Regions from separate parts of the Oncorhynchus mykiss genome. Here region 2 is linked to region 1. Evidence: chromatin contacts called from public Hi-C data. All regions are on one chromosome and are shown on one strand. Each heading gives the region's core, a stretch centred on a gene start, on an enhancer-like site or on the middle of the called end of the contact. The rest is flanking DNA. Distances are from core to core; before and after follow the strand shown. Region 1 holds the start of LOC110491385 (protein phosphatase 1B). Region 2 holds the start of LOC110491367 (inositol polyphosphate multikinase).

What was found. Hi-C and Micro-C count contacts between places; a contact is called where the count stands out from the background.
Region 2: a Hi-C map of liver shows a contact between it and region 1, with 4 times the contacts expected there. The contact joins the promoter of LOC110491367 here to the promoter of LOC110491385 in region 1. A contact is called at or near these places in 2 of 3 Hi-C or Micro-C datasets (blood and liver).

The regions. Positions count from the first base shown.
Region 1 is chr16:12,337,012-12,341,150 of USDA_OmykA_1.1, reverse strand. It overlaps LOC110491385 (protein phosphatase 1B), which reads left to right and starts at 2,210. Exons shown (of 8, transcript XM_021564789.2): 1 at 2,210-2,585.
Region 2 is chr16:12,543,093-12,547,231 of USDA_OmykA_1.1, reverse strand. It overlaps LOC110491367 (inositol polyphosphate multikinase), which reads right to left and starts at 1,821. Exons shown (of 6, transcript XM_036946201.1): 1 at 873-1,821.

The DNA.
Region 1 (4,139 bases), core at 961-3,460:
CCATTGATCATTTTTGTGTGATTTTGTTGTCAGCACATTCAACTATGTAAAGAAAAAAGTATTTAATAAGAATGTTTCATTCATTCAGATCTAGGATGTGTTATTTTAGTGTTCCCTTTATTTTTTTGAGCAGTGTATAATACTGAGTCCACTTCGAGGTACTTTCATTGACTCAACAGTCCCCAAACCTCTTCTCCACCCAACAGGACACCAGATAAGGACCAGTCAGAAGGCAAGGAAACATTTTCTCCCCAGAATCTCACTCCCACTGGGCCAAAATCATCTTTGCCATCCTTTCGTTTCGTCCCACTCTTGACAGAGATATCAACCTCCACACCTTGCTGCTCCGAATCCGAATTTGTTCCTCCATAAAAAAATGTCAACCTCTCTCTCTTCAACTCCTTCAAACTCTATATCACTTTCATCAGATTCATTCTCTGAGCTACCAAAGTATGGATTTCCATTTTTGTACTTGACACCCAACAACTCTTTCTGTATAAGCACTTTGTGACATCTACTGACGTAAAAAGGGCTTTATAAATACATTTGATTTGCTGAGGTTTTTTCCTTGTTCCCTCCACCCTGCCACCACCTTCCTCTTGTCAGTTTCAACATCCGAACTGCTGTAGCGCAATTTCGTTTTTTTTTTGCTTCTCTTTCTCAATAACTTCTCTTGTCACAGGTTTTTCTTGTTTCTTCAACTTTTCTGCTATCTTACAAGCTGCGAATTTCCACTTTTGTACTTGACGCGTATCAACCTCCTGTCCTCATCCTCCATATTCAAACCCCCTCCGGCCGCAAGACTCAGTGATGAGCCTACGTAAAGCATCTGAACTGGAACAAACATTTCAGTAACATAAATCCCAGTAACATATTGAATTAGTTTAGAAAATTGTTGTAATTTATATTTGAGTAACGTAAGATTAATTAGATATTAGATAGGATTTAACATAGCTATTGAAACAAACAATTCAAAAAATCTACCTGCAATAGAGCATGCTGGGAAATATGATAACGATGGGTGTGGTTTTGGTTCAAAGTGATATTTATGCGTTTCAGGCCTCTGGATTAGAATGGCGCAGGTGGTCTAAGGTACTGCATCTCAGTGCTCGAGGCATCACTACATACCCTAGTTTGATTTCCTGTATCACAACTGGCTGTGATTGGGAGTCCCATAGGGTGGTGCACAATTGTTAGGGTTTGGCTGGGGTAGGCTGTCATTGTAAATAATAATTAGTTCATAACAGACTTTACTAGTTAAATACATAAAGAAAAACTAGGCCCTCAAAATAAGGCCTCATGAAATACAGATGTTATTGTGTTAAACATATATTTTTATGATAACATTTTCGCTTGGGATCTCACTTGGTGAAGTTCATAGGACTGAAAATGAATTAATGTAATAACCATGGCTCTGTCACTAACAAATACAGTAAGTGGTCGTCACTAACTACCACAGACACAAAGCCATAAACAACCCCCACCTATTTCTACAGTTCTTCTTAAAATCTTCTAAAATCTTCTTGAATCTTCTTAAAATGTGATTTTAAACCTAACCCTAGTGTTAACCATAATCTTAACCACGCTTCTAACCTTATGCTTAACACTAACCTCGTTTTTTCCCCCGTTTTTTTACGACATATGCAAGTTTGACTTTGTGGCTGTGCTGTCTAGTGGAAACCGTGGTAACTAAAATTTACTCCAAATGCCGGGAAATGTAGTTTACTAGGATCCCATTAGCTGCTGCACATGCAACAGCTACTCTTCTTGGGTCCAAAAAGGCAAGGCATTCTGGGAAGTATTTGAATAAGGCTTTACACTAAGCAGTATGTTCATTTAACACTGTTTCGGTATCTATGGGTCCACAGGCTCCACACTTTGTGTTGATTTAGCACTCTCAGTTTTAATTTAGTGGTTTTTTTAACACTGGAGATTTTGTAGTGTGGAGTTGTGTGTGTTTTTTATTATACATTTGTTAATCTCGTTTAACTAAAAACTAATGTTTTGTTGTAACTGACCCCTAAACTCATCTGCGGATCTCAGGACACGCCATCGGGGAAAACGAGCGCAACTTTGCGAAACGTCAGAATGTTAGAGGAACAAACAACAACCAATGAAACGGCAGATTTGAACGGGGGGGCAGAACTGATTGAGAGTGATTTCAACAAATCAGTGTTAGCGTCCTCGAGAATTTATGACCAATCAGCGAACGAATATCGAAAATAGCACCTCCTCTTGTTCAGCACCCAAAGGACGAAAGTGCGAGATTCGTCTGTGTTGTCTATTATAGCTAGCTAACTATTACTGCCTGCCCATATTTGTGTAGAAACGTACAGAATATATATTTTTTTTCGCTTGATGTGACAAACTTAGTTAGTATCAAACATGCGTAAAAACCTACGCCATCCGAACAGGGAACCGCCGAGAAAGGAATTATCGCCACTCATCTGAGGCCAAACTCGCCGATTTTGTTTTGTCAAATAAGGAAACACAACAAGAACGTCAGCTAGCTCGACACATCACCACGAAAATACCCACTACACAGGGACCTCAAAAACATCTACATTCGTTTTACAGTTGGAAACGTAAGTATAAGTGAAGAGGTTTAGCTGGTGGAGCAATCGTTGTTGGTTAGCTTGCTAACGTTAGCAAAATGCTAATAGGCCATGCTAGGCTATCTGACGTTATCGCAGAGATAGCTACTCTATTGATTCTCGCATGCTGTTGTGTAACGTTAGTTTGGGTAGCAGCTAACATTAGCTTGCACGTTAGCTGCTTTTGGCTACGTGCGTTTGACTGTCAACGTCGGTCTAAAAGGTGCATCAATTGTTTTCCAATTCCGTGCGTGGGCTGGGAAATGTCATTGTTTTGCCAACAATTTAGAGGAACTAACGTTAGCCACCTATTTTTCAGGTGACACCTTGCCAGTTAACTGTATCGTTTGGTTTGTTGGCAGTTGTGTTTAACGCGTTTAACCTAATCGGATCAAATGTAATATTATTAGCACAGTTAATTATATAATCGCCTCCCCCACTCCACATTTTGCTGCGTTAAATTAGCATCGCATATTTTTTAACTCCGACACATACTGGCATTTGGCTAACTGACGTTAACCATTGACTACAGTTAGATAACTATCCAACTAGTTAACTAAATCAATGCTAGTGGTCTGTGATGGCCAGTCTGGGTGATTTAGAATGCTACCATAAATGTAGCTTTATAGTTTCACCCACCAATGGTAGAATCTTAACCCAGGACTGGTCCATTCACCATGCTACAAACCCCTGCTACTGCACAGCTAGAGCAGGGCCTCTGTGGTTTGGCGTCGGTGTAGCAGTGGGCCAGGTGGGGTGTGTGTGGCATTCTGGGGTGACCCTTGACAGGGGCAGTGGGCGAGGTCTGTCACCTGCTGACCCAGATTGTGTAAGGTCACCTAGACTCTGACCCCCTATCTATTCTTCAGGTATATAAAGATATACACAGAGTAGTGATTCAAATAATGTATTTGTCACATGCAGTGAATACAACAGGTGTAGACCTTACAGTGAAATGCTTACTTACAAGCTCTTTCCTAATGATGCAGAGTTAAATAAGATAAAAACACAAGAAATATGCAGTGACTCTTGGTTGGATGACTTATGTGAACTTGGACAGACGTTTAGCATTGACACAGCCCTCTCTTTATCACTACTGGAACTAAGATGGAGAATATAGCGAGAAGAGACAAGGCAGGGAAATGGAGTGAGAGGATGAAAGGTTCAGTACAGGGTCGTGTTCAGGCCGAATGTAACCAAATGTTCTGAAACCAAAATGTTAGACTCTGAACAGACACTTATCTTCTCACCTGGTCCTGTAGAGATACAGTGTGTGCAGGTATTAGTTTCAGACCAGCATTAACAGACATGATTGGTTCCACTAATGAACTCCCATCAAGATCTCGGTTAGCTTAATCAGGTGTGTTGGTGCTGGGCTGTAAGATCTAATTCGACTGGATAGGTTTCCACCCATTCTGAGAGTAAGATGAACCAGTCAACAGTTTGGACACACCTACTCATTCCAGGGTTATTCTTTATTTATTTTACTCTTTTCTACATTGGGGAAATATAGTGAAGACATCAAAACAAAACAGATGGAATCAT
Region 2 (4,139 bases), core at 572-3,071, 210 kb before region 1:
GAGATATGTCAGAGTTTGACTGCCTCGGGCGCACCTTGAATCTTACAACTGAAATGGCTTGAAATTGTGAAATGGTAGGAAATAAACACTCCCAAGTGTCAGCGTTTAATCAACTCAGAGGTCAGCTGTATCAAGAGTCTTATGTGACCTAAATACAAATATGACACCTATTCCCACCTGAGTGTAGGATTCAACTGAAAGGCTCTTAGCAGAGACAACCAGGATTAAATCCCATTTACACTGGTGCTCTGTCACTGTCTCCCAGGCCAGAAATAATACATTGGTTCTTCCCACTCTTGAGAGTTCACTTTTAGTTAAGGGAGTCTACTTCAAGCATTGGATTTTGTAAAGCCTATTTCATGATTTAGGTTATAGCCACTGGCAATTTGCTTGGTGAGGCTGTAGGCTATAACTAAGTGGACGATCAGAAGTGATGAAGAACCCCCCCACAAAACAAAAACGGGGAGAGACCTACCTGAATTTGTCCAATAGAAACTAGTTTTAACTGTTTGGCTAATGATTACAACCCTGGATTTCAGTTCCTACATTACAATAGTTAGTGAGCTGATACTACATGCATCAACCCAAGTACACAAAAGGCTTCAAGCAGGTGCTCTATTCTGTTATTGCCTGACATGATGAAACCTATAACAGTGGCTTCCTTGCTCATGACTCTTGTCCTGGAGATAAATTATCCTGGAAAGACAGTGTAGTCTACTTCTGTCAGCTTTTCTGGAGTATTGTTATTGAACCAAAGGAGAGCTATTCCACCATGCAGACCAAGATTACACAATGAAACGCCACTCACTAGTGGATAAACATGCACCTTGGCGAAAGGAAAACACATTTGATAAGTCCAGTCACTGACCTACTTTATCAACGCCATACTTATGACCGGCCACCTGATGGGAGAGCGGAACACATCCGTTCAGGTGCGCCGCCTGCGATCCTCCCTGAGCGGTCTTCTCCTTCACCGAGCCGGAGAGACAAGTCCCCAGGTTCACCATGGGTCTATTGATTTCCAGTCTTCCCAAAGCTAAAGATGAGTCCATTATCTGATGTTGAGTTGACATTCACAATTCAATGGCTTTTAATCAAATAAAATAGGTAATCTTTAATTCACATGTTGATATCAGTTTGGTAATCTGAGCAACCCCCCACACAATTTCGAGCACCGAGGGGTGTCATCGAATTCGTCAAATGGGCTCGCGTTCAGCACTAAGTCTAACCTAGTATTTAAAATGTAGCAAGGCTCCAAAAGCACTGCTACAATGAGTTTCATATCTTGGTCGGCAACATTAATACAGTCTGGCCACATCCCACTTCCTCAAGAGAGACGTATACACACACTGCTCTCCCGAAACTGTTTTGATGACACAAGACCTATATTTGCGCGCAATGGCGAAATGTGGAATTTCCTTTAAACTACTTATAGCGCGACCCGTTTAGATTGCTATTTGGAAAACACATACATTACAAACAAGCCCCGTTGTTTGCTGCTTACATTACACGTCCCACAATGCTAAAAGACAGGCTGCTAATAGTGACATCACATCTGACGTACAGGCTCCTTGACCCGAAATTGTTTATCAATAAAAAAAACAGCATGGGAAACAATATAATGTCGGACACGCTATCGATGTCTTTAAAGAGTTGCAAGGACCTTCACGTTCGAACATTATCCAATGTGTGTGGCTGGGCGGCTATTCCATCAAGCAAGCTAACGTTACCTAACAACACTTTCGACACTGCCCCTACTGTCGCAATTATATCAACTTCTGGCAACAGCTACAGCGCAGTGGCTTTTCCATCACTGTCGAAAACATTGCCTATGATCCTCAACTTTCTAGGGTCGTCACTCGTTAACACAGCCACAAAGTCATAAACCCCACCCACTTCTTCAATTTATCTTCTTAAAATCTGATTTCAACACATCTTAACCGTAACCGCACGAATAACCGTATGATTAAACCTAACCTTAAATGAAGACCAAAAAGTACATTATTGTTTTCATACATTTTTATAATATCGCCAATTTTTACTTTGTGGCTGTGCTATCTAGTGTAAACCACTTTCTAGGTAATTTTGACAGTATTGCAACACAAGATCTTGCAACACAAGATTATCAACCGTTTAATCGAGTTTAATGCCTAACGAAGATGCCTGCATTATAGGTAAGTAAGCGAAAGGTAAAACCATGATTCGATTTAATTTAAAGCTGTGAATATTTACTTTTTGTACGACTGACCAAATTCACATAGAAATGTTTTATAGATCTGTCATTCTCATTGAAAGCAAGCCTAAGAAGCTGTAGATCTGTTCTATGTACGTTATTTCTATGCTTCCCGCTCTTAAATTTCGTTTTTGCTTCTTATACATTTGCATCTTTTACAGCTGAAAACACAATATTTTTGGTTACGAAAATGTTTTTCTTTTTACAGGTTTGGATGATTCTCTAGACATGTATTTGTTTTGTCACATAAACTAAAATTAGGGGAACTATTCAAATTTTAGCAACCAGGAAATGGAGGAGCGATTTCTGCTATTGCATCTTTCATGTTTTCTATTTGCAGGAGGTCTCTATTAGCCCCAGCCCTTGATCATGACTCTCAGAACCGTTACACATAAAAGTCATTGGACGAAGGCAAGTAGCAAAGACATGCGACTATATGCTAAATGGCCCTGTTCATAACTGTTGCCATGCTCTAGTGTATTCGCACAAGTAGACAGTGTGAATGAACCCATTCATCACAATACACACCTTTATTAGGGTTCCCATATTTCCATGTTACAGTGCTTGTTTACAGAAAACATACGGAAGACAGAGTGGACTACCTGTGCTAATTACACCTGTGTGTAAACGAAAGACAGAGGCCACAGACGTGTGTGTTGCCACTGAAAAATACTGTAGGCTGCAACTTTGTTAAAATTGGTTAGATCAGTGTACAGTAAGTGTGTATTTTCCATTTGTGAAATTATTTAGATATGATATGAAAGTAGAGCGATTTATGTTTCTAGAACCGTACCACAATTGAGAATCGATTCCACGTTTAGATGGGAGTATTTGGCAGTTTTGTCTTCAGAGCCACTTTGCCCTTTAAACAGAGCATGTAAGGTCCTTGGACTAAGGAGTAATACTGGGCTATATTTGCCCATCACTGTGCACAAAGCAATTTCATTTATCTTATGATTGTCATTTTGAAACACTAATATGGAGTCCTCAACCACCATCCCTTGTTTTCTTTCCAGTGCTCTGATGTCTCATTGTGTAAATAAGACTCAATAACAAATCACACTGTTGTGGGAATTGGGCCTTATCTGTTTGAAAATCACGTTATCATAATTGCGCCTTATCTTGTAAACATGGTAGGGTGTATGAACAAGTGAATTACATTTGAAGATGTCCACTCAATCATCATCACTTTGGGCACAATTACAGTGATTTCGGAAAGTATTTAGACCCCTTGACTTTTTCCACATTTTGTTACGTTACAGCCTGATTCTAAAATGCATTATTATCATTTTTAACTCTGCAATCTCCACACAATACCCATAATGATAAAAAAAAACCAGAAATACCTTATTTACATAAGTATTCAGACCCTTTGCTATGAAATCTCCACACAATAACCCATAATGAAAGAAAAAAAACAGAAATACCTTATTTACATATGTATTCAGGGGGGCGGCAGGGTAGCCTAGTGGTTAGAGTGTTGGACTAGTTGCAAGGAAGGTTGCAAGTTCAAACCCCCGAGCTGACAAGGCTGTCGTTCTGCCCCTGAACAGGCAGTTAACCCACTGTTCCTAGGCCGTCATTGAAAATAAGAATTTGTTCTTAACTGACTTGCCTAGTTAAATAAAGGTACATTTTTTTTTTTTTTTTTAAATTAAAAAAAAAAAATAATTCAGACCCTTTGCTATGAGACTCGAAATTGATCTCAGGTGCATCCTGTTTCCATGGATCATCCTTGAGATGTTTCTACAACTTAGAGTTCAACTGTGGTAAATTCAATTGATTGGACATAATTTGGAAAGGCACACGCCTGTCTATATAAGGTCCGACAGTTGACACTGCAGGTCAGAGCAAAAACCAAGCCATGAGGTCAAAGGAATTGTCCATAGAGCTAGATTGTGTCGAC